Linked DNA regions of Muntiacus reevesi: region 2 is linked to region 1. The links are chromatin contacts, called in public Hi-C maps. All regions are on one chromosome and are shown on one strand. The core of a region is the stretch at or near the end of the contact, and the rest is flanking DNA. Distances in the headings are between cores, read along the strand shown.

The links. Hi-C and Micro-C count contacts between places; a contact is called where the count stands out from the background.
Region 2: a Hi-C map of muscle shows a contact between it and region 1, with 5 times the contacts expected there. The contact joins the promoter of BDP1 here to the promoter of SLC30A5 in region 1. A contact is called at or near these places in 2 of 3 Hi-C or Micro-C datasets (blood and muscle).

What each region holds. Positions count from the first base shown.
Region 1 is chr14:57,744,949-57,752,625 of mMunRee1.1, reverse strand. SLC30A5 (solute carrier family 30 member 5) reads right to left here and starts at 2,925. Exons shown (of 16, transcript XM_065905414.1): 1 at 2,556-2,925. The coding sequence starts at 2,650.
Region 2 is chr14:58,204,776-58,212,452 of mMunRee1.1, reverse strand. BDP1 (B double prime 1, subunit of RNA polymerase III transcription initiation factor IIIB) reads right to left here and starts at 4,190. Exons shown (of 39, transcript XM_065905761.1): 1 at 3,643-4,190; 2 at 1,956-2,235; 3 at 262-371. The coding sequence starts at 3,854.

The DNA of each region.
Region 1 (7,677 bases), core at 1,676-4,175:
TATCTACTATGTAGAAAGCAGTGTAAATGAAGTTTGGGGGCTTCACTGGTAGCTCAGTGGTAAAGAATTTGCCTGCAATGCAGGAGACATTCAATAATTATCAATAAATATAAATCAATTCAATAATTATCAGTCAGTGCAGGAGACATGGGTTCATCCAATAATTATCAATCAATTCAATAATTATCAATTATTGCAATTATCAATTAATGCAGGAGACACGGGTTTGAACCCTGGTCTGGGAAGATCCCACATGCCAAGGACCAACTAACTGAGCAGCTCACTCAGTGATGCTGCCACAACTACTGAGTCTGTGCGCTAGAGGCAGGAGTCACCATACTGAAGCCCGCACGCCCCCTGCAGCCTGAGTTCCACAAGAGAAGCCACACAGTAAGCCCTCACACTGAAACCGGAGAGGGGCCCCTGCTCTCTGCAGCTGGAGAAAAGTCCGCACAGCAAAGAAGACCCAGCATCGCCAAAATGAATAAATAAATAAAAAGGAAGCTTCTAGCTAAAAAAAAAAAAAAAAAAAAAGAAGTTTGAGGGAACTGACTCCCAGTTCAGTTACTAGGTGTGTGACCTTAGAAAAATTACTTTTCTATGTCGCAGTTTCCTGATCTGTGAGACAAGGACACAACTAATGAGTCTGCAGTGCTGTTGTAAGGCTTAAGTGAAATGCTGCATGCAAAGTCCCTGGAATATACGAAGTGCTTAACAAATGCTGGTTGTCACCCTCTGCTCTTTCCTGCCAAGAGGATTTATTGAAGCTAACACAGAAACATGTAAAACAATTTATATTTGTGAATTCAGGCATAAAAATATCCATAAAGAATCTGTCAATTAGCTTTTGTTGCAGATTATAATCAGAATTTGATTTTCAGTCTATATAATAAAGAAAAATTCTTTCAACCTGGCTGCTCCAGGTCTCCGTTATGGCACTTATGATCTCCAATCTTCCTGATGGCATGTGGGGTCTTTTAGATCCCCTTCTCCAGGGGATCTTCCCCAACCAGGGATTGAACCCACATTTCCTTCATTGGCAGGTGCAAACTTTTTTTTCCCTGAACTATTTAAGAGTAAGTTACATATATTATGCTCCTCTATCCCTAATTACTTGTATTCCTAAACCCAAGAACATTCTCTTCTGAAATCAGAGTTATAAACTATAGGAAATTTAACATGGATATACTTTTATCTAATCTGTCATCTACAGTCCACTTTTATCAACTGACCCAGTACTATCCTTTACCACATTTTCTCAGTATTAAAGCTACACCAGAATTGCCTATTACATTTAGCTGTCACTTCTCAGTAAATAATACTTGATATGATGGTTTTTTTTTTAGTTTCCCTGGTGGCTCAGTCAGTAAAGAATCCACCTGCAATGCTGGAGACCCAGGTTTGATCCCTGGGTCAGGAAGGCCTTTTGGAGAAGGAACTGGCAACCCACTACAGTATTTTTGCCCTGGAAATCCCATGGACAGAGGAGCCTGGCGCGGTTACAGCCCATCGGGTTGCAAAAGAGTTGGACACGACTTAGCGACCAAACCACCACCACCATGTTTTTATTTTACAAAAATGAGCTGTTCAAGACAGATTAGAAAATTAAATTTGTACTACAAAAAATGAAGCTGATTTAAGTGGCTCAGCATTTCACAGAAAAATAGTTATGTTAATAATGCTATTTATACAGTTCCAAAGAATTTAGCAAAGCAATCTTCCAGTCTCAAAGGAGATATCCAAGAACAAGAAACACCTAACTTCATTAACCCTATTAAATATAAAGGCGATGAAAAAAATATATATAAAGGCGATGAAAATCAGGTTCAATCAAACTGTTGAGCCCTATTTCGTGCATCCTGCGACACTACCTCAGAAATTAGCATAGGTCCAGAAAGACAAGCTGGAAAGTGGTCACTGTACTGACCTTTCTGGCCTTCGTGGGAACATTACCGGGAGGGGGGAATTTTTCCTTTTCACTCTATGAATTTCTGTACTGTTTGAACTTTTTGGCAATGCGCACGCATTTCTTAATTAACGATAAAACAAAATAGGCGAAGAAAGGAAAAGAAAAACTAGAGGGCGGGCTGGATTCTTGATGTGCGGGGTTATAACCTGAACATCAAAGTTCATCTGTTTGTACTTTGATTTGCTCGCCTGAAGAGGTGATGGTGACCCTTCCTCTAAAAGGTACGCAGGCAGACGTCAGAAAGGTTAAATATCACCAAATTACTATTTGAGGGAGGAACAGCCGACAGAAATTCTTCTGACAGGTCAGAAAACCTCTCACGTGAACTGGCCAGCAGCTCTAAGGTTAACGGACCGCTCTGAACACCAGAAACTCAGGCGGAACCTTCCCGGGTCCTGGAGCATTTATCCCGCAGCGGGGAACCCGGGAGCCAATGAGAGCTGCCGCGGAGCGCGGACTGCACCCAGGCGGGCGTTCCGGGCTGTCGGCCGCCGGGTCCCGCGTGCACCGGGGAGGATCCGGGCAGCGGCCGGGCGGGCGCAGGGAGAGAGTGGCTCCGGAAGCGGGAGCCCGATCGGTCCCTTACCGAGCGCTGGGCACATCCACTGGCCCAAGGCCGCCGCCGCCGCCGCCGCCGCCGCCGTGGCCGGCTAGCACGTCCCCGCCGTATTTCTCCTCCATCCCGGGGATCAGGAGCCGCCGCCGCCGCCGCTACCCCCGCGGCGGGGTCTCCTCATGTCTCTCCGCTCTGCGGAACAGCGGGCGCGGGCGCGTCACTCCCCCATGGCAACGGCCCCGTCAGGTCCCCGCAGGCCAGACCGCCGCCGCCGCCGCTATCCCCGGCTCACAAGCACGCGTGCGTCGGGACTAGGCCACGGACAGTTCCGGGGGCGCCGGCTTTCCCGGAGGCTCACCGGAGCGGACGCGACCAGGCCACGTCATCAGGCCCAGCAGCCCTCACTCTCGGGGCGGGAGGGCCTCGTCCTGCGCCTGCGCACTGAGCAACACTCGCCATCCCCTCTCCTCCCCAAGGCTCCTCCTACCGCGGGGCTTTGAATGGAGTTCTCGCCCCCCCGCATCTGCCCCTCCCATTGATGAAGCCTGAGCACATACCTGTCCCTGCAGCGCCACCTATGGGCCGCAAGGACTACAACGAGTTCTGCAGCGGAGACAGGAGACAGAAAATGCCCCACTTGTGATGAATTACTAATAGAGTAGAATTTCTTTTAAATTCTGGCTGTTAAACTTGTTACTTAATCCTGGCACATCAGTAAACCTAGGACCAGGCTTTATTAGGGTTATTTTTTTCCCACTTATTTTTATTAGTTGGAGGCTAATTACTTTACAATATTGTAGTGGTTTTTGCCATACATTGACATGAATCAGCCATGGATTTACATGTGTTCCCCATCCCGATCCCCCCTCCCGCCTCCCTCTCCATCCCATCCCTCTTTTATTAGGGTTATTTTTCTGTTGCTAAAAAGTTAAGAAAGTGGGCTTCAGTGTCTGTCTCTCTTTGACTGTCAACTCTGCCATTTACTGTGTCACTTGGCCTTTTTGTACCTCCGTTTTCTTATCTGCAAAGCAAGAATAGTAGTATCTATGTCATAGGGTTGTTGGGAGAATTCTAAGTGTTAATACGTGGTGTCTGTAACAGTGAATGGTATATAGTAATCAGTAAATGTTAGCTATTATTTATAGGGAAATTTGAGGACTGGGATATGGAGATATAAATAGGGTTTTTGAGCAGTGTAAATTATGATTAGTTTACAATGTTCCACTTAATTCAAATATATTGATACATAGAGTCTTGGTAACCTTTTAGAGAATGGGGAGTCATAGTCTCTGCCTGCTGGGACTTCATAATCTATTGTGGAAAATATTTAGCAATTTGAGAGCAAGACCTGGTTGGCAGCATTACACCTTAAATGCACAAATGCTAAGGGTTCCCCAAAAAGGTGTGATACAGGTGTAACCAGAAAAGACTCACGGATAGAAGCTGATCTGGAAACTAAGTTTTGGATATGTGAGAAAAACACTGTGGAAAGATAACGTCCTAAGTGTAGAACAAAGAAGAAGGCATGAACTTTACTTTTAATTTCTATTTGTTTATTTGTTTGTTTACTTATGGCTGTGCTGGGTCTTCACTGTTACGCAGACTTTTCTCTTATTGGGGAGAGCAGGGCTGTCCTCTAGCTGTAGTGAACGGGCTTCTCATTGCAGTGGCCTCTCGTTGCAGAGCGTGGGCTCTAGGGTGCGAGGGGAAGGCATAAACTTTAAAAGCTAAGGATGTGTATTTTCCCATTTGAGGCAAAGAAGAGAGCAAAGATACAACACTCCATCAGTGAACTGGGTTTTAAATTCAGGACGTTTGTTTCTTGAATTTGTACAAAAACATCCATATCTTTTACCTGGGTTAGTGGGTAGTCATTGACTCAGAGGGGAGTAGATCAGGTAAAGCTGAACAAAGAATGACTTTCTTGCTTCACTTTTTGAAGTGACTTTTTTGTAGCTTTTGTTTTTCTTGTAGCAATTTCTTTGCGGAATTGTTATTTTCTAATCCAGATGGTGGTGGTAACAACTAGCTATCTTGTTTTTCTAGAGCTGATTCCATTCCTTAGGAGTTCAGAGAACGAGGTAAAATGACATGTATACATTAAGGTTAATTTTAATCCCAAGCGGAGCTTGAATTCAGTTGATATTTGATTTGGTTAGAATTAGGACACTCTTCTTTTAGGCTGATATGTTTCCTTTTTTTTTTTTTTTCCTGTAGTGGAAGGAAAAGCGACTCTCTTTTCTTTCCTCCTACTCACTTCTCAGCCCAGTCCAACCTGGCTTCGCCATTCCTTTGAAGCAGCTCTCTCATGGGTATTTTTGAGCTGCATATTACCTTACCTCTCTATAACTTTCAACACAGTTGATCTCTCCCTCTTCTGGAAACATTCTCTTTCCTTGGTTTCCAGAGCCCCACATTTGGTTGTCAATGGAAGTTCATGTTCTCCCAAACTCATGATCTCTCCACTAAACCTCCACTAAACCCGTCTGTTAATGTTTCTCCCTCATTGAACGGTGCCATTTACTTAGTTTAGCAAACTAAAAACCCAGGTGTCATCCTTAACACCTCCCCTTCCTTATGGTCTGTATCCAACATGAAGTCATGTCATTTGTTACCTTCAGCATTTCTTGAGTCAATCCAGAATTTTCCATCCTCATCTCCACCCTCTAGTCTAAATGACCATGGTGTTTTATTTAGACCGCTACAATAACCTCCTCACTAGTCCTTCCAAGTTCCCTCCCTTCTACAGTCTTGTTTTCCACATTCTGCCACAGTAATAACAATCCCTTCCAGTTGCAAGTCTTATTATGCACTGCCTGCCCCACCCCACTCTACTCTCCAGCCTCCAGTGGCTTCCCATTACTCTTTCCTTAAAGATTTCATTTATTTATTTCTGACTGTGCTGTGTCTTTGTTGCGCTGTGCAGGCTTTCTCTGCCCGCAGTGAGTGGGGGCTACTCTGTTGTAGGACATAGGCTTCTCATTGCAGTGGCTTCTCTTGTCGCGGAGCACAGACTCTAGGCACCTACGCTTCAGTAATTGTGGCACATGGGCTTCGTTGCTCCGAGGTATGTGGGGTCTTCCTGGACCAGGGGTGGAGCTAATGTCCTCTGCACTGGCAGACAGATTCCTATCCATTGTGACTTTCTATCACTCTTAACACAAGCTCAGTGGTGAAGAATTGGCCTGCCAATGCAGGAGACCCAGGTTCGGATTCAATCCCCGGGTCGGGAAGATCCTCTGGGGGAGGAAATGGCAATCCACTCCAGTATTCTTGCCTGGAAAATTCCAAGGACAGAGGAGCCTGGTGGGCTACAGTCCATGGGGTCTCAAAGAATCGGACACAACTGAGCATGCAGGGTTTAAGACAAACTCAAACCATTGATGTGGCCAGCAACATCCTGTATGGGCTTGCCCTAATCTATCTTCGCAGCTTTATCTCATATCAAGCTGCTCTCTGCTCTCAGGATCCCAGCCATCGGTTGTGCTGTTTATTTTGTAATACGAGACTTTCCTTAGACCAGTTTTCATGTGTAGAATGCACCCCATCTCAACCTTTGACTGTTAAGATCCTACTCATTCCTTTTGGTTCAGGTTGAGTTTCTCTAGGAACCAGACTCTGAGAGATGGAGTTTAGTGTGCAAGATACTTTCTAAGGAGTGCTTCAGGGACCGACAACTGTAAAGGGGAGGGAAAGGAAACAAATGGGCAGAAGGAGAAGTTGAGAAGTGATGTAAACCAGCAAAAGCCACAGTGAACCTCACGGAGACATCTGTGACCAAAATGGTTCTTGAGAAATAAGCTTCAGGGTTTTTCTCCCCCCACAAATAAAGTCTTTTATAGGTTTAAGATTCATCCAAGATCATGAATTGCATTTAATTGTCATGTCTCATTAGTTTTATTTTATCTGGAACAGTTCCTGGTCTCTCCTTTTTTTCATGACCTTGACATTTTTGAAGTGAATGGGACAATTACTTTGCAGAATGTCTGTCAGGTTGCGTTTGTCTGATGTTTCCTCATGATTGGATTTCAGGTATGCATTTTTGGCAGGACTAGCACAGAAGTGAGTCTGTATTCCTCTCGTTGCATTACATCAGAAGTGACATGATGTTGATTTGTCTCATTAACTGGTGAAAAGTTAACTTTTATCATTTGATAAGAAGACATCTGCTAGATTTTTCAGTGTGATGTTATTGAATGAGTGTTTTGTCTGGAGATACTTTGAGACCATGTTAAATTCTGTTTCTGATCACACCTTCAGTCATTTGTATTAGTATCCATTTTTGTTCCTTGATCAAAACAATTTTTACTATAAAGCTTTCTACATGCGAATCATCTGTTCCATCATCTTGTCTACATTTATTATTTGACATTCTACTGTAAGGTAAAAATTTCCTGTAACACCCCCAATGTATCTATCTATCTTAGTATTATTAAGTTCATGGGTTCCTGTTTTATTAAATGGATTATAATCAATTGCTATGACTCTTTTGATGCTAAATTGTCCCAAATTAAGCCTCTGGTTTTTGTACAATTTTGAAATATTCCTATCAGTCTTTCAGAATTTCCATATTTTCTGGTATAAGAGGTTCCAGATTTATTATATAATCTCCCTAATTTAGCTCTGGAATTAGCCTTTTCTCGAAGGAGCTCTGGTTCCTTTTGAGGAGAGTGGTATTTGGAAACTGAGGTCTATATGGGACTTCCCTGGCAGGCCCATAGACTCAGTGCTTCTACTGCAGGGGGCACGGGTTCCATCCCTGGTTGGGTAACTAAGATTCGGTATGTCATGGCCAAAAAAAGAAATCAAGGTGTGAAGTGATTCCAAAGAGAAAGATAAGTACCATATGATATCACTTATATGTGGAATCTAAAATATGACCAAATGAGCCTATCTGTGAAACAGAAACAGAATCACATAGTGAATACATTTGTAGTTGCCACAGGGATGAGGGAGGGAGAGGGATGGATCGGGAGTTTGGGATTAGAGGATGAAAAGTGGTGTATATAGAATGATAAACACAAGGTCTTACTGCACAGCACAGAGTACTGTATTCAAAGTCCTGTAATAAACTATCATGAAAAAGAATACATATTTTATATATTCTCTCTATATAGAATATATGGGCTGCCCAGGGGGCACAGTGGTAAAG
Region 2 (7,677 bases), core at 2,941-5,440, 460 kb before region 1:
CTTGGTAATATAACAAAGGAAATTTATTTTTAATCTCAGAGGTAAAGGTCATCATTTACCATCCCAAGAAAATAGTTACCTGAAATAACACTAATTTTTGTTAAAGAATTCTTATCCAAATGGACATCACATGTGCTAAACATTTCATCAACATGTTTTTGGAAAACATGAACTCTAAAAGTGATACTTAAATCACTAAAAGTGATCACTTAAATCACTATCATACTCAAAGAAAGTAAAATAGAAATAAAGATTACTTACGTCATTGGATTGCTTTCTGGCAGATAATATATGAAGTCTCTCATAGTCATTTTGGAACGATCCGGTGGCCTCTGAGCTTCATTTACGGCATACTTGTTTTTCCATTGCTTCTAGATACACAAACATACAGAGATGCACTTTATTTGACAAATATAGAAGAACTTTAGGGGAATTCCCTGGCAGTTTAGTGGTTAAGACTCCGTGCTTCCACTGCAGGAGACACGGTTCAATTCCTGGTGGGGGCCAAAAAAATATACATAAATTTTTAAAAAGATTTTTAGATGTATATGTTTAAGTATAAGCCCATTACTACATTCATTGCAAATGTATTACTGAGTGTATTATTCCCATAATAATTATGCCTAATTTTAGAAAAATTTTATAAACTGATTAAAAAATTGTAGCATGAAAAAACCGCTCTGAGCTTATTTTCTCCTATATAAATAGTGACAGCCACTTCACACAGTTGAGATATTTAAATGAGATAAACATAAAGCACAAGGAAGGACTTCCCTGGAGGGCCAGTGGTTAGGACTCCAGATTTCACTGCCAAGAGCAAGGGTTCAAGCCTTTGAACAGGGAGGGAATTAGGGAACAGGGAACTAAGATCCTGCAAGCCTCAAGGCACAGCCGAAAAAAAGCACCAAGATAAGCGGCTTCCTCTTAGTTAAAAAAACGGAGGCACTCTACAAACCAATAATAAAAGCTGACCTTTCTCGGGCTTACTAATTGGTACGCACTAGTCTAAATGTGTTTTACCCATATTAACTCATTTAGTCTTCACAACCTTCCAATGAGATGGATACTATTACCAGTCTATTTTACAAGTGAGAAAACAGACATGGAAGATTACTTAAATTGTTCAACATCACATATTAATAGTAAGGGGAGGACTCTCAAATTTAGCCCTTAAGTATCAAACTCTAGAGGTTACATGTTTCACTACTCTGTTACATTGCCCTCTCAGAAAAAAAATGCAGACTCTATTATACGTAGATAGACATATTTCCCCCATTCATAATTTCCCATATTGTCAGTTTAGAAAATTCATTTACTAATTCATTTTGCTCAACTACACTTGTCATAATTCAAATGAATGTAACTCACATCAACTGGACATCCTTGCGAAAAATCTCACTGAAGGATCAGTTTATAAATGCACTTGTTTGTGAATCTGTATATGTATGTGTGCACATGCGAAACTTCTATCTGTGGCCTCCACCAAAAACAATGAAAGATATAATACAGAAAAATTAATATAGGGGCAAAAATAGCTTATAACTCCATTCTGCTCAATCACTCCAATCTGCTTCTCAGTCTGCTTCTCTTAACAAAGGGAGATACTCTATTAATATGACAGATCTTTTTCGGTTTTGTTTTCCACATGAAAATGCTATAGATGCTCTGGGACTTCCCTGGTGATCCAGCAGCTAAGACTCTGCTCCCAAGGAAGAGGGCCTGGGGTCCCATCCCTGGTCAGGAAACTGGATCCCACATGCTACAACTCAGAGTCCACATGCCACAACTAAAGATCCCGTAAGTTGCAACAAACATCAAACCAAGGTTCACTGCAGCCAAATAAAAAAAATTTTTTAAATGTTACAGACGCTTATTTTTCCTCCAAATGACAGTAAACTAACATAAAACCAGAAATCTAGCAGGCAAGAGTCAAAATTCTGATTTTTCTACCATACCTTCTCTTTCCTCAGTTCTTCTTTTAACATTTCCCTCAGTTTCTGGGCTTTGTATATTCGGTATCTGTCTGAACATGGCTGTTTCTCTTTTGCTGGAGCAGGGTTTGGCTGTGGAGCTTCGTGATTAACTGCAGACAAAGGGTGAGGTTCTGAAGGAGCACTGCCGCTAGGTTTAACCAGACTGGAAGTACTTGGTATCCGCTTTCTTCTCTGTGAAACACTAGAGGAAGGCTTACTAGATTCTTCAACATCCTTCCCATCATCAGTCTTTTCAACACTGCTGATATTTAAAAAGAAAAAAAAAATGGCATTATGGATCTTCTTTGAAACATTCTAGTCTTAAAAACTAGTCTGACAAAAATCCAAAACAGCAAAGCCTTTTAGATTATTAAAATCATAATCAATTATTAAAAATCAATGACTTAAACAGAGGTTGCAATAAGAAGAACATACAATCTATGGGCTCTTACAATCAGCAAAGACCCACCCAAAAAATAGGAAATACATGATAAAAACAAAGCATATTCCCAAAATGTCAAGTCTACGAAAGGTGTATTCTTGAACTTAAACAGATCAAGACTACAGAATGAGTAATTTTATAAATTATCAATAATCATGCATCACATATACTTAACATTATCTCTGTGAACTTTATTAACAGCTGAAGCCCAGGAACACCGCCAACTGCAGCTGGTCTCAACACTACAGTAACTGCTATTTGTATTCCACTGTTGGAAGAAATTCTTAAACAAATTCATGTAAAAAACATGCAAATTACTAAGCATCAGCTGAGATCAACAGAAGTCAAACCAAAAAAAGGAAAAAAAAAGAAATTGTCACTTTCCTGTCACAGTATAAAAGAAATTTATACCATCTCACTGTTATTTAATAGGGTTGATTTTCATTCGTTCCCTCACATTTACAGTATAGAAACAGAGATCATTATTAGCTTAACAAATCTTAACTTCAATTACTTTATTGCCTCACTTAAAGATAGGCAACTATTCCGCATATCCTGTTCAAGATAGTTTTTATCAGTTATCTCTAATCTCCACAATAACTCTTGAAGTGAGAGTTATCCCCATTTTGCAGACGAGTAAATTCTGCCTGAGCAAAGTCTATAAACTGTAAAATTAAGTAGAAGAATCCTGAATCCAAATGTGGTACATGATACACGCTTTTCTGTTCAGAAAACAGGTTCACCAAAGTTAAAGGGACACACCCACAAATCAAAACAAGTAACCAGACCTCCTTTCCACTGACATAAATCAGCAGAATCAAAATAACACTGCTCTTCTTTTAAAAATAAATGTTTTCAAGATTTAAAAAAAAAAACAACTTACCCCTACAATGTACTTCAAAAGGATGAAAGCAGTGGTAACCTAAATGCTCTAATGAATAGTACCACGTGTGAGTTTTCCCGAAGACTGTGAGACCGGGATTCCTCCCACCACCACTTGAAGACATGGTCCTCTCCTCGAGAATCTATACCCTGTAACAAAACCCACACCTGCCACACCGTGGTCAGAGGGAACAATTGCAGTTGGCAGCGTGTTCGTGGGCCTCAACTGTCAGGCTTAGAGCAAGCGAGGGAGTACTTTTACGGTAAACTTTCTTTGCTCAGCTTCAGCTGACGCGCCCAGAGAGGCGGGGGCAAATGAAAATGCTCCCCTCTGCGAGCACTTACCAGCTCTTGGGAGTCTTTTCTTGGGGCTCCGCTTCCCCGAAGTCCACCGGGGGCACATCTGTGGATTCCGCTGGCTTCGGAGCAGAGGTTGCGGCAGGCTCCGGCGGCCTTGGAACCTCTTGTTCACGCTGGGAACTGGGGGCAGTGGAGGCCCTGGCGCCTGCTCCGGGCCTGACATTCGGCTTCACGCTAAGGCGTGCCCTGCGGAACATGGCGGAGCCAGGGGGCCCGGGGAGGCGGCCCCAGGGCCGCTCGCAGCCCCGAGCCCCGGCCGCTGCCCGCAGAGGGCTTTAGGAACTACGCCCTTCCCACAAAGCCACACCACCAGCCCAGCGGCCAGCTACCGCAATTTCGCGCCCCCGCCACCGCTCGGGATCTCCCGCCGCCGCCTCTTCTTCATGACCCTGCTACGCTAATAGCTAAGTTTTCTCCTATACCTTGCTCCCTCCGCCCTCGGAGAGCGCCGGAACTGATCACGTCATCATCCAGCGCCGGAGAATGACGTACAGCTACGGGAGCCATGGTAACTGTCAACTAGGGAGCCTGGGTTACCTGGGAACCGGAAATACTGAAAGAGAGACTTGTGGCAGTGTGCGCTTCCCTCTCCTGGGGTCCCTAGGAGTTGTTCGAAAGAGGAGAAGGAAGTAGTAAATCCCTCAGCCCACACCTTGATGGAAATTATTAAAATTGCTGGCCTTGGGACTTCCCTGATGATCCAGTGATCCCATTGCAAAGGGCGCTGGGTTCCATCCCTCGTTGGGCAAATAAGATCCCACCCGCCAGGTAGTGTGACCAAAAAATTCTTTTTAAACTACTGGCCATTTTTAGAGGGTCCTGTAGAACACTGTCTGTTCGTCAGCACATCTTAAGGCTTAAAAATTCTAAATTGAAGGGACTGCTCTGGTGGTCCAGTGGTTAAGAATTCTTGATCCAATGCAAGGTACATGGGTCTCATCCCTGGTGCGGGAACTAAGATTCCACATGCCAAGGGGCAACGAAGCCCCTGCACCACATCTATTGAGCCCACACTCTAGAGCCCACAAGCTGAATTCCTGAAGCCCTTGGGTCCTAGATCCTGTGCTCAGCAACAAGAAAAACCACCACAATAACAACATGCACAGCAACTAGAGTAGCCCTGCCTCACCACAACTAGAGAAAAAGCCCACCAGCTGCAACAAAGACCAGCACAGCTATAAACAAATAAACAAATAAGGCAAAAAATAAAGTTCTCAAAAAAATTCTAAATTGAGTAGAATGTAGATTAGAAATTCAAGTGTGAAGAAAGTGGTAATAGTTAATTTCCAGGAAGGGAACCATGTTTCTGGGAAGTAAGTCATGGGAAGAACAACATTCACTGTATATCTTGTGAATATAATCTCCGTTCAAAAATTATTATAGTTAATGGGAATTCCCTGAAGGTCCAGTGGTTAGCACTCTGCACTTTCACTGCCAAGGGCACTGGTTTCATCTCTGGTCAGGGAACTAAGACCCCACAAACTTTGTGACACAGTCAAAAATTAAAAGAAATTTAAAAGTTACTGTATTTAAACTTTGTAAATTAATGTGAACATTCTTAATATGCTTCAAGAGGGAGCAATAGAGCAATAAGCAAGGCATACTGGGTGGCAGAGAAAAATTCAACAAGTGTACAAGATAATTTAAGAATTATTAAATGCCATGAAAGAAATTTAAAGGAAATTATGACAGAGGTTAATGGGAGGCTGGCTTACTCTATGTAGGGTGGTTAGGGAAGTGCTCTATGATGAGAGAGAAAATGTCCAGAGAACAGGCTGAGACTGTAGACTGTGGGCCTGTGTTTGAACTGGTTATACAAGTGCCCTGCCTCAGGTGAAAAACAAAGACCTGACTTCCTTCTTAGAAGGAGAAGAAAATTCTACAAGAACATCTTACTACATTAACAACAAAATGTCAAAGGAATAAAATCCTGAACTGATTAAAGAGATTGCTAGTTCATCCAGAAACAGAAAGAAAAGAGACAAGTGTTTTTAAGAGTAGGAAAACAAGGCTGAAAAATCAGAAGAGATTCATTTAAGACTGGGAAGGAAATGAAGGTTTGATGTGGGCTCCCTCCAGTACTCTGGAGAGGGAACAAGACCTCAAACACACCTAAGAAATCTCAAGGACTTGATAAATATAACCCCTGCTGAAGATATCTCAAGAATCTCGGAGCTACTGCCAGAACCATACAGCTTTGGACAGCATATTCTGGTATACATTGAAGACACCAGACCCTTCCCCAACTGTCCTGTTGCACCTAAGAGTCTGTGGTATTCACACAATTCTGCAGGTAAAGAAGTAAATAATGACTAGGATTTAATTTCTCATTTGTAAGGGTATGGGAATACAGTCAGATTCAATTTTACTATTTAAGATAAAATCATAAGATATTTTTACTTATCCAAGTTGGTATAGTCTTAACAGTATTATAATTTTAAAAGTCCCCAGTTTTCTCTGGCAGACACACATATTACTTGTATACATAGTATATATCAGGTGTATCCCTGAAACTCAAAAACTATATTTGTAGCTGCAAAGAAAACACTCAATTAGACTCTTAAGACCACACACAGAAACAATTCTACCACTCAACTTTAGTCCCAAACTCCCCTCCCTTCCTCTTTAGATGATCTCTTTATCTCTATAAAGAAAATCAATCTTTTCCCCTGCTCAAGTTACTGCAGAAGAGGACTCGAAGGGGAAACAGACACCTGCCCTGTAAGGAAACTAAGGAGGATGAGTGGTATCCAGGGATAGGGGTAAGCAGGACAGGCTCTGGGAGGTTGAAAGAATGATGACAATATAACTAACATGTGAGTACATTCCTGTGCTGGGCAATGAGCACTTCACATATACTCATTCGATGAGTGAAGGAGGTACAATTACCTCCCCAATTTTTAGGTAAGGAAGCGTTAATGCAATGAAATGACATTCCCAAGTTCACACACCTACTCATTGGGAAAGTTGGGCTTTCAATATCCAGATATTCCATGTCCAGAACCCTCAGGCAGTTTTTATGAGGTGAAATAAAAATTGTTGAAGATTGGTCATATATACTTAGAGGTCCATCATGGTATTTTCTATACCTTTGTATATATATGAAACCTTCCAAATTAAAGACTTTAAAAAAAATAGGGTGATTTTAGGGTGTCCAGACAAACTCTACACATTTCTCAGTTTGTCATAGAGGAATAGACAAAGAAAATAAGCACCAAGCATCTACACATCTGTTTCTAGCAATGGTAGATGCTCCACGGCTTTTATGTAAGTTTAAGGTTCAGTTCAGTTCAGTTGCTCAGTCATGTCTGACTTTTTGCAACCCCATGAATCGCAGCACGCCAGGCCTCCCTGTCCATCACCAACTCCTGGAGTTTACCCAAACTCATGTCCATTGAGTTGGTTATGCCATCCAACCATCTCATCCTCTGTCGTCCCCTTCTCCTCCCACCTTCAACTTTCCCAGCATCAAGGTCTTTTCAAATGAGTCAGTTCTTCGAATCAGGTAGCCAAAGTATTGGAGTGTCAGCTTCAACATCAGTCCTTCCAATGAACACCCAGGACTGATCTCCTTTAGGATGGACTGGTTGGATCTCCTTGCAGTCCAAGTGATGTTCAAAAGTGTTCTCTAACACCACAGTTAAAAGGCATCAATTCTTCAGCGCTCAGCTTTCTTTACAGTCCAAATCTCACATCCATACATGGATGTGTATGTGTATGTGTATGGCTGGAAAAACCACAGCCTTGACTAGACGAACCTTTGTTGGCAAAGTAATGCCTCTGCTTTTTAATATGCTGTCTAGGTTGGTCATAACTTTTATTCTTGGCTATTTTGAATTGGTGATAAGACTGCATTCCCTAACATTCTCTCCCCATCACACAACCCAAGCACAGATCCACAGAACTCTAAAGTACTATCCACCGTGACAAGCAGACTGGGATCAAATGGGAAATGAAGAGACTTGAGAGTCCTTTTTAAATTTGAACCTCACTTCTACCAGTCCCTACTTATTAGGTCTG